Linked DNA regions of Zea mays: region 1 is linked to region 2. Evidence: chromatin contacts called from public Hi-C data. All regions are on one chromosome and are shown on one strand. Each heading gives the region's core, a stretch centred on a gene start, on an enhancer-like site or on the middle of the called end of the contact. The rest is flanking DNA. Distances are from core to core; before and after follow the strand shown. Region 1 holds the start of LOC103626451. Region 2 holds the start of LOC100282004 (NADH ubiquinone oxidoreductase B22-like subunit).

Region 1 (3,682 bases), core at 600-3,099, 220 kb before region 2:
ATTTTGCACCCCTAAAATGCAGGTCCAGGTCTGCAGTGCGAAGGATAAGATCGTGTGGGGATCATAAACGATGTGGTTAGCTGTTAGAAGTGTTCAGCGAGGACAAAGATCGTTAGAGGAAGGTCGAAGAACCTGGCCTATGTTTTTGTAGGTTTATGTCTTAGGGAGGCCGCACTTTTGAATTTGAAGAAACGAGAGACGATATCATTGTTCGTATTTCGTATGGCGCGCAGGCGCGGCTACCAGTCTTCGAGCATAGCGTTGCTGTTGATGCATCGTACTCTTGATCTGTGATTAGTTTGTTCCATGACGTTACTGCTTAGGAATTTGCTTTGTTCATCGCTACGTCTTTCCAGTGATTTGTTTGTAGATTTGGTAAAGGAAAAATAGTGCCAAGGGTGTGTTGACGGCAGCGTTACTCCCGCTTGCTCATACATGTCTGCTCATTTGCTCACGGCCGGTATTTGGACATGGATAATTTCAAGGTCAAAAGTGCCATTGGTGCGGTAGGCTAATTAGGTTGAATAGATAGATAGATTCGTCTTGGTCTGTATCTCTGGAAGGACGCAGGCCCAGCCCACAGCTTTCCGTTCCAGCCTGCAACGGCCCACAGCTGAGAAGGAGGAGGCGGCGCCCACGGCCCATCAGAGGCGTCCACGTCCCCGGTTCGGTCCAGCCCAGTCCAGTCCGCCTGCTGCACCGGCGGCGGCGTGTCCGCCTCCTCCACCACGTCGTCCCCATCCTCCAGTTCCTCCTCTCCTCCTCCCGTGCGCGTGCGGCCGTGCCGCCGTCGGGACCCACATCCCGTGGCGTGGCGTGGGGAGCCACCCGCAAGCAGAATAAAACGTGTGGCTGTCCCTCGTCTCCCCCAACTCCAGCACAGCACAATGGACGCCGCCGTCTCCCTCTCCCTGCCCCTGCACCACCACGCCCACGGCCCGCTCCCGCTCCCGCACCCGGCGCCCCACCACCTCCACTGCGCTGTCCCGCTCAGGCACCACGCCACCTCCGCGTCCGCCGTAACCGCGCCGCCGCCCAAGCCTGACGTTCAGGCTCCTCCAGCGGCGCGCCTGAGCCCCGCCCTCGCCGCGCCATCGCCACCCCGCTCGTCCCCGGCCGCCGCGCGCTCCTCCAGCCGCGCCGCCACGGGATACGCGGCAGCGCTGGCCGACGCGTGCGTCCGCGCGGGCACGCTGCGCCGCGCCGCGCGCCACGCGCGCGCGCTCCTCCACCTTCTCCTCCGGCTAGAGCGGCCCCTGGAAGAGGGCGCCGCCGCGGTCGAGGCTGCCGTGACGGTCGCGGGGCAGCAGCTGGACGCGCGGGTGGCCGCGCTCGTCAGGATGCTCGTCGCTAAGGGCAGGGCCGGGGTGCTCGCCGAGGCCCTGGCCGAGTTCGCCGCCATCTGCGACCACCTGCTGTCGACGCGCCCGCGCGCGCGCCACGCCTACTAGCTAGGCATGCTGCTTAATCGAGTACAGTGCCCAACAAACAGCACGCCTTTTCGACACGAAACACTTCATCCACCAGCGTAGCGTTTGTACTCGTGCATGGCCTTCGTTCGCCATGGATGCATGGTCTGTACTCTTCTACAAGCAAATTCTGCTACATGGCGCTTAGCCAACGTTGTGTACTTGTGTTGCCATTGGTTATCAGTACAACGCTACGGAGCCCATAAATCTTCAATAAAACCTCCTTTAAAATTTTATATGTACACAATATAATGTAGAAAGGACTTCTCTACAGTAGTTTAGTTCGGTCTCTATTAAAGTTTTTTTTTTGCTCCGTCCCTGTACTACTATGGAGATTTAGTTGGTTGTCAGCACATCTGAACATCATCACATTGTTCTTGTTCAGCAGCAGTTAGCCAGCATCAGCAGAAACTGCTGAAGCTCTAATTGGTTCGTTTGCCGAAGCAGTTCGATGACCATGCTTGCTGCCCCCGGAGACGGAGAGTTTCTAAATGAGGTCGGATCAAACGGCCTGCAACCAACAAAGATTCTGAATCCTGCAATGACGTAGCTTAGCCGCGTTTATTGTGCGTGCACACTGAGAGTACTGACAACCTCATCATGCTGATGAGTCGTTTTATTGAGAGTAAAATGCATAAGCGGTTTTTGTCACATCAGAGTCAATTAGGTTCCAATGTTGTGTCATTTAGTTTCGCGAACTTTTATTAGTGTGCTCAACGTGGTATGTCACGTCGGCGTATGATCTGAGAAAACTCGGTTTTAAACGGTTTCGCACGAACCGACCAAATTACAGAAACCGTTTTTCTGATTTTAAGTTTGGGGATATAAGTGACGCAGCGTGTCAAGTTTGAGGACCGCTTCGTGTATTTTAATCTTTTATTAATTTAGTTGGACAGGATAGCAACAGGAAAAATCGAGTAGCAGTTGAGGATTGCGCATTAAAGTCGATTTGTTCTTAAGGCCCACTTGCAAACCTAACCGCTGATAATGCCATGATGTATATATATGATTAGGTTAAGGATTGCGTAAGACATGATCTCTGCATGTCGCTGCCTGGCTGCGTCTCGTCAGATATATGCTTGCGTTTGTATGACTAGACACTAGAGTGAGAGCTAACAGGGGCGAGAGAGACGGCCGGCCGGCCGGCCGGAGAAGGAAGCCATTCGCTGCAGCTGCAAGCAGGATAGTCAGGAGTAGCGTGCAACGGAGATGGAGGAGGACTACGTGTTCAAGATCGTGGTGGTCGGCGACTCGGCGGTGGGTAAGACGCAGCTGCTGGGGCGCTTCACCCGCGACGAGTTCTTCCTGGACTCCAAGTCGACCATCGGCATCGAGTTCCAGACGCGCACCGTCGACATCGCGCGCCACCGCGTCAAGGCCCAGATCTGGGACACCGCCGGCCAGGAGCGCTACCGCGCGGTCACCAGCGCCTACTACCGCGGCGCGCTCGGCGCCATGCTCGTCTACGACGTCACCAGCCGCCGCACCTTCGACCACGCCACGCGCTGGGTCGCCGAGCTGCGCGCCCACGCCGACAAGTCCATCGTCGTCATGCTCGTCGGCAACAAGGCCGACCTGGCGCGCGACGCCGGCCGCCGCGCGGTGGACGCGGACGAGGCCGCCGCCTTCGCGGAGGAGCAGGGGCTCTTCTTCTCGGAGGCGTCTGCCCTCAGCGGCGACAACGTCGAGCGTGCCTTCCTCACGCTGCTCCGGGAGATCCACGCCATCGTGTCCAGGAAGACGCTGGATGCGGCGGCGGAAACCGGCGGCACCACCGACGTCCTGGCTCTCAAGGGCACCAAGCTGTCGCTTGCTGATGAGATATCCATCATGGAGACGAGCGCCTTGAGAACAGCAAGCGGCGGCAGCTGCTCGTGCACGTGATGGTGGTGCATGCATATACGATTATACATGCATATACAGCTCATGGAATTCTAATCCGGAAATATATGTTCAAACAGTGTGCTGTGCTCCGAGAGAAATTTTCATAACGGAGATAAAATATATAAAAAAGGATATGCAGTGCATGTATGTAAATAATAACCAGACAACAAAAAAAACCGAAGCACGTTTGGGAACCTTTCTGCATTATACTGTATGTTGTAATTCGCCACCCTAGAGTAGTCAAACCGAAGATAAAATACAGAGGCAACCAAGACCGACTGTTGACCAGACAACTATAGAGTTCTCAGTTTTACGGCCCTCAGGGGGCA
Region 2 (3,740 bases), core at 825-3,324:
CTAGCCGCTACCATTTTTTTTGTTAAACTTATTTATTCTAGACACAAATACGCAAAGATCGATGCGCTATCGACAAGTCTCGTTTAGATTGTTAAAGTAATGCCTCAATTACTTATCGAATACTCCACCCGTTTTAAAATAGTATTTGTTTTAGCTCTTGATTTTTATGTTTATATTCAACTATATGATGATGAATCCACTAAAAAACAAAACGAATTCTATTTTGATACAATAAGAGTATTATTTAATATACACATGATGGTGCATGGGTGGAGAGAAGCTTTTTAAAATTGAAATGTTTTTTGAACTATTTGTGATCAACAATAACTCAAGATAGGTTAAATGACTTGCCGAATCTACATATCGAAAAAGTTATTGGATGAGATTGATCTCAGTGATATAAGCGATGACTTTGTATCACAAAATATTAGAAGATAGTTTTAATAATATCAGATAATAAGTAAGTGTTTTTGGCTATATTTTACACTTGTTATCTTATAAACTTCAAAACAGTGTATAATATTTTTTATGCGTCAAATATTCGACAATATATATATATATATATAATTATATATATTTGTGTGTGGAGGTGACCTTTATATCGGATTTCGTATTAGGTCCCTGAAAAGTCAGGAACTATATATATATATATTCAAAGCTCCTAGTATCTCTTCTAGTTAAAAGCAGCTAGGCTTTGAAGCGTTCTCCGCGTTTCTCGCATGCGCGGGTGACGGTATCGTGACACGTCTCGCAGTCCTCCACACGTCACAGTCCTCCTCCCTAGGTCATTGGAAAACTATCCGGAGAAACCAACGCACAAATCGACCGTGTGGGCCACCGTCTGTCTCTTGTCCAATCCACTCCATTTTTCTATCCCACATGACCGTGCTTCACGGACATACAGATTTCGTTTCGTGCTGATGCGTGCCCTCGACCCCTCGCCCATCCCTACCTCTTCGAATAGGCTTGTACCCATCACATTTTTCTCCTCCACGCACCGAGCAGGCGAGCACCCACCAGAGTACCAGACTATTCGTCCTCCGCTATTACCGCCATCTTCGTTTGTGCGCAGTCGCTGCCGATATCGCTAGCCCCAACCGCCCCGTGTCATCGCTGGCAGAGCCCCCTTCTCACCTCCGATCGCACGCCGACCTGGTCCGCTCACCACGCCACCGTGTTCCTCCCTGCCATGCCGCCTCCGACATCCCGGCCTTGCTTGTGCTCCTACTAGCCTCACCGCCTGCGACGAGCCTCTCTGCTTGCTGCTAGGGCCTCGCTGATGTGGATCTGCCCAGCTGCCATCACCATCTAAAAACTGTTCTCTAAACTAGTATAATAAATTCAGAGAGAGTTCCTACTCAACCGTAGCTAGCAGTGCGCCTTCCATCTTATTGCCCATCACACATATTTCAAAGAAGTGCGCTGCATGTGCCATTGACTACAACTACAAGCTGCGAAATCTGAACTGCTTGTAATCCTCACAATACCCAATCTTCACAACACCAAAGCCAAGCTCAGGGTCGGACGAGTCAAGCTAGTTCGATATCCAGCCCTAGTTAATAACTACGAGCTGTGAAATTTGAACTTGCTATCTTCACAGCACCAAAGCCAGAGCACTGTAGCATGTTGAAGTAGCAAGCTGGCTGGCTGTGGGAACACCACCACCACAGTCACACTCACACACACACACCAAAAAAAAAGGAGCATTTTGATGGCGCAGGGTCAGCTTGACTAATAGAGGTGAAACGTTGGACTTTAATACCCCGGCTTAATTTCTCGCCTAATCGCTACCGATATTCCATCACAGTTGGTTATACAATCTTTTTCTTTCGTCATACTCCACACGCGCTACACGGACTATATATAAAATTTTTTTTATTAAAAAGCACGTTGAAATAGTCCGAAAAAAAGAAAAGAGAAAAGATGTGTGTGCACACCACCGCAGAGAGGGGGAAGAAAGACGAGTGTATAAAGTGGACCGGGAAGAAAACGGGAAGCAAAATGGGCCGGCCCTAGCGCGCTAGAAGCCCAAACAGCCCATAGACAGCTGAGAGGCCGTGACCCCGCGTCCGAATCCGACCCCCAACCTCCCAACCCGACTACTACTGCAGCGAGAGGAAAGAGAAAAAGGAAAGGAAAGGACAAAGGAGCGGCGGCGAGGTCTATGGCGTCGACGGCGGGGTACCTGGCGCGGCGGGCGGCGCAGAAGGAGCGGGTGCGCCTGCTCTACCGCAGGGCGCTCAAGGACACGCTCAACTGGGCCGTCCACCGCCACCTCTTCTACCAGGACGTCAGTTCCTCCCCCTCCGCCTCCCTCTCGATCTTGATCTGGATCTCGATCTGACCTCGTGCTCCCTCTCCCGCGCAGGCGTCGGATCTCCGGGACAAGTTCGAGGCCAACCGACACGTGGTAAGGCCTCCTCCTGCCGATCCCTTTCCGCAGACCTCGCCTCCCACGTTTTGCTTCTGTCTGGTGCTCTATATGATGTTGGGTTTCGCGTGGGGTTGGTGGTGCAGGATAACCTGGACGTGGTCGATAGGCTCATTGACGATGCGGAGGCTCAGTACAGGAACTTCCAGCACCCCGATCCCTACATTGGTAAGCTTTTTTCTTGTTCTCCTTATCCTTTCTGACCAGTGAAATGTTTCGCATCAAATCATGTCGAATGGCAGCAACGCTTTTGTTTGGATAGACCATTGCATATGGATTAAATTTACTTTATAGTGAACCTTTCAGAGTTATTGCAGAAGTTTATAGATTTATACCTGCTAGGGGTATTAGTTTGTTCAGCCCTAGTAACACCGATGGTTATAATCCTATTTGATGAGATGAGATGCAAGTGAAAAGTTATTTGTAGTTGATTGTCGTCAAAGTTTTAATCTTATATAGAATGATTGTGCTAGTGTGTATGAACTACCAAATGTGCGAGGCAAGTCTCTGCTGGAACCCTAAAGCCTAATCTTTATATGCCTCTTCTTATCTCTGCAGTTCCATGGGCACCAGGCGGCACTAAATTCACAAGAAACCCCCCTCCACCTCAAGGGGTAAGACCACAGCTTACACCACTCTTTATGCGATGTAATATATTTGTGTTATGCTAATTTGATTCACTACAATGCCACAATCCTTACCGTTCATAATATTTTGCTTCTCTGTCTCCTGTGATCGCTTAAAAAAGTACACTGTTCCTAGTTTAAGCTAACTTAGTTTGAACGCAAGGGATGTAGCAGTACTTAAGGTTTCATCTGTAATTTCTCAATGGATGAGCGAGCTAGAGTTTTTATTTAAGGCCCCTTTGGAATGCGGGTTTTTTTAGTTGCAGTGCTTTGGCCAAAATTATAAATTCATCGCAGGAACTTTTACCAATTCTTACGCAAATGTAGTTGCTTTTACAGTTATTTCATAACCGAGTATCCTCTACTTGGACGTGATGGGGTGAACCATGCCAAACATCTCTGCTGCCATAGTATCATATTATTGGCTTAAAGTTTACAAAATGACTTCATCTTCTATGGCCACATTACCCTACCCCGTCCCCCCTCCCACACACACTGATTTGCTCGCCAAGTTCGTTTTTCATAGCACCGTTTCCTCTATTTGGATGCTACAGAGTATCTTATAGAGTTAACAAAACAACCTTGTTTTTTATGGCGGCATTATCTTGTTTAGCTTTGCTGAACTATCTTCAGGTACATGTAGCAAGATTCTGTACACCAAAATGTTGTACTAATGGCAATTG

Evidence for each region. Hi-C and Micro-C count contacts between places; a contact is called where the count stands out from the background.
Region 1: a Hi-C map of tassel shows a contact between it and region 2, with 6 times the contacts expected there. The contact joins the promoter of LOC103626451 here to the promoter of LOC100282004 in region 2. A contact is called at or near these places in 7 of 25 Hi-C or Micro-C datasets (bundle sheath, ear, leaf and 2 more).

What each region holds. Positions count from the first base shown.
Region 1 is chr5:62,864,026-62,867,707 of Zm-B73-REFERENCE-NAM-5.0, reverse strand. It overlaps LOC103626451, which reads left to right and starts at 1,849. Exons shown (of 1, transcript XM_008646861.3): 1 at 1,849-3,567. The coding sequence starts at 2,679. The coding sequence ends at 3,353. LOC103626452 (serine/threonine-protein kinase NLK-like) reads left to right here and starts at 763. Exons shown (of 1, transcript NM_001150702.2): 1 at 763-1,670. The coding sequence starts at 888. The coding sequence ends at 1,451. It also overlaps a transcript of LOC100283830 not described here.
Region 2 is chr5:62,647,626-62,651,365 of Zm-B73-REFERENCE-NAM-5.0, reverse strand. It overlaps LOC100282004 (NADH ubiquinone oxidoreductase B22-like subunit), which reads left to right and starts at 2,074. Exons shown (of 5, transcript NM_001154918.2): 1 at 2,074-2,290; 2 at 2,369-2,410; 3 at 2,518-2,599; 4 at 2,990-3,045. The coding sequence starts at 2,165.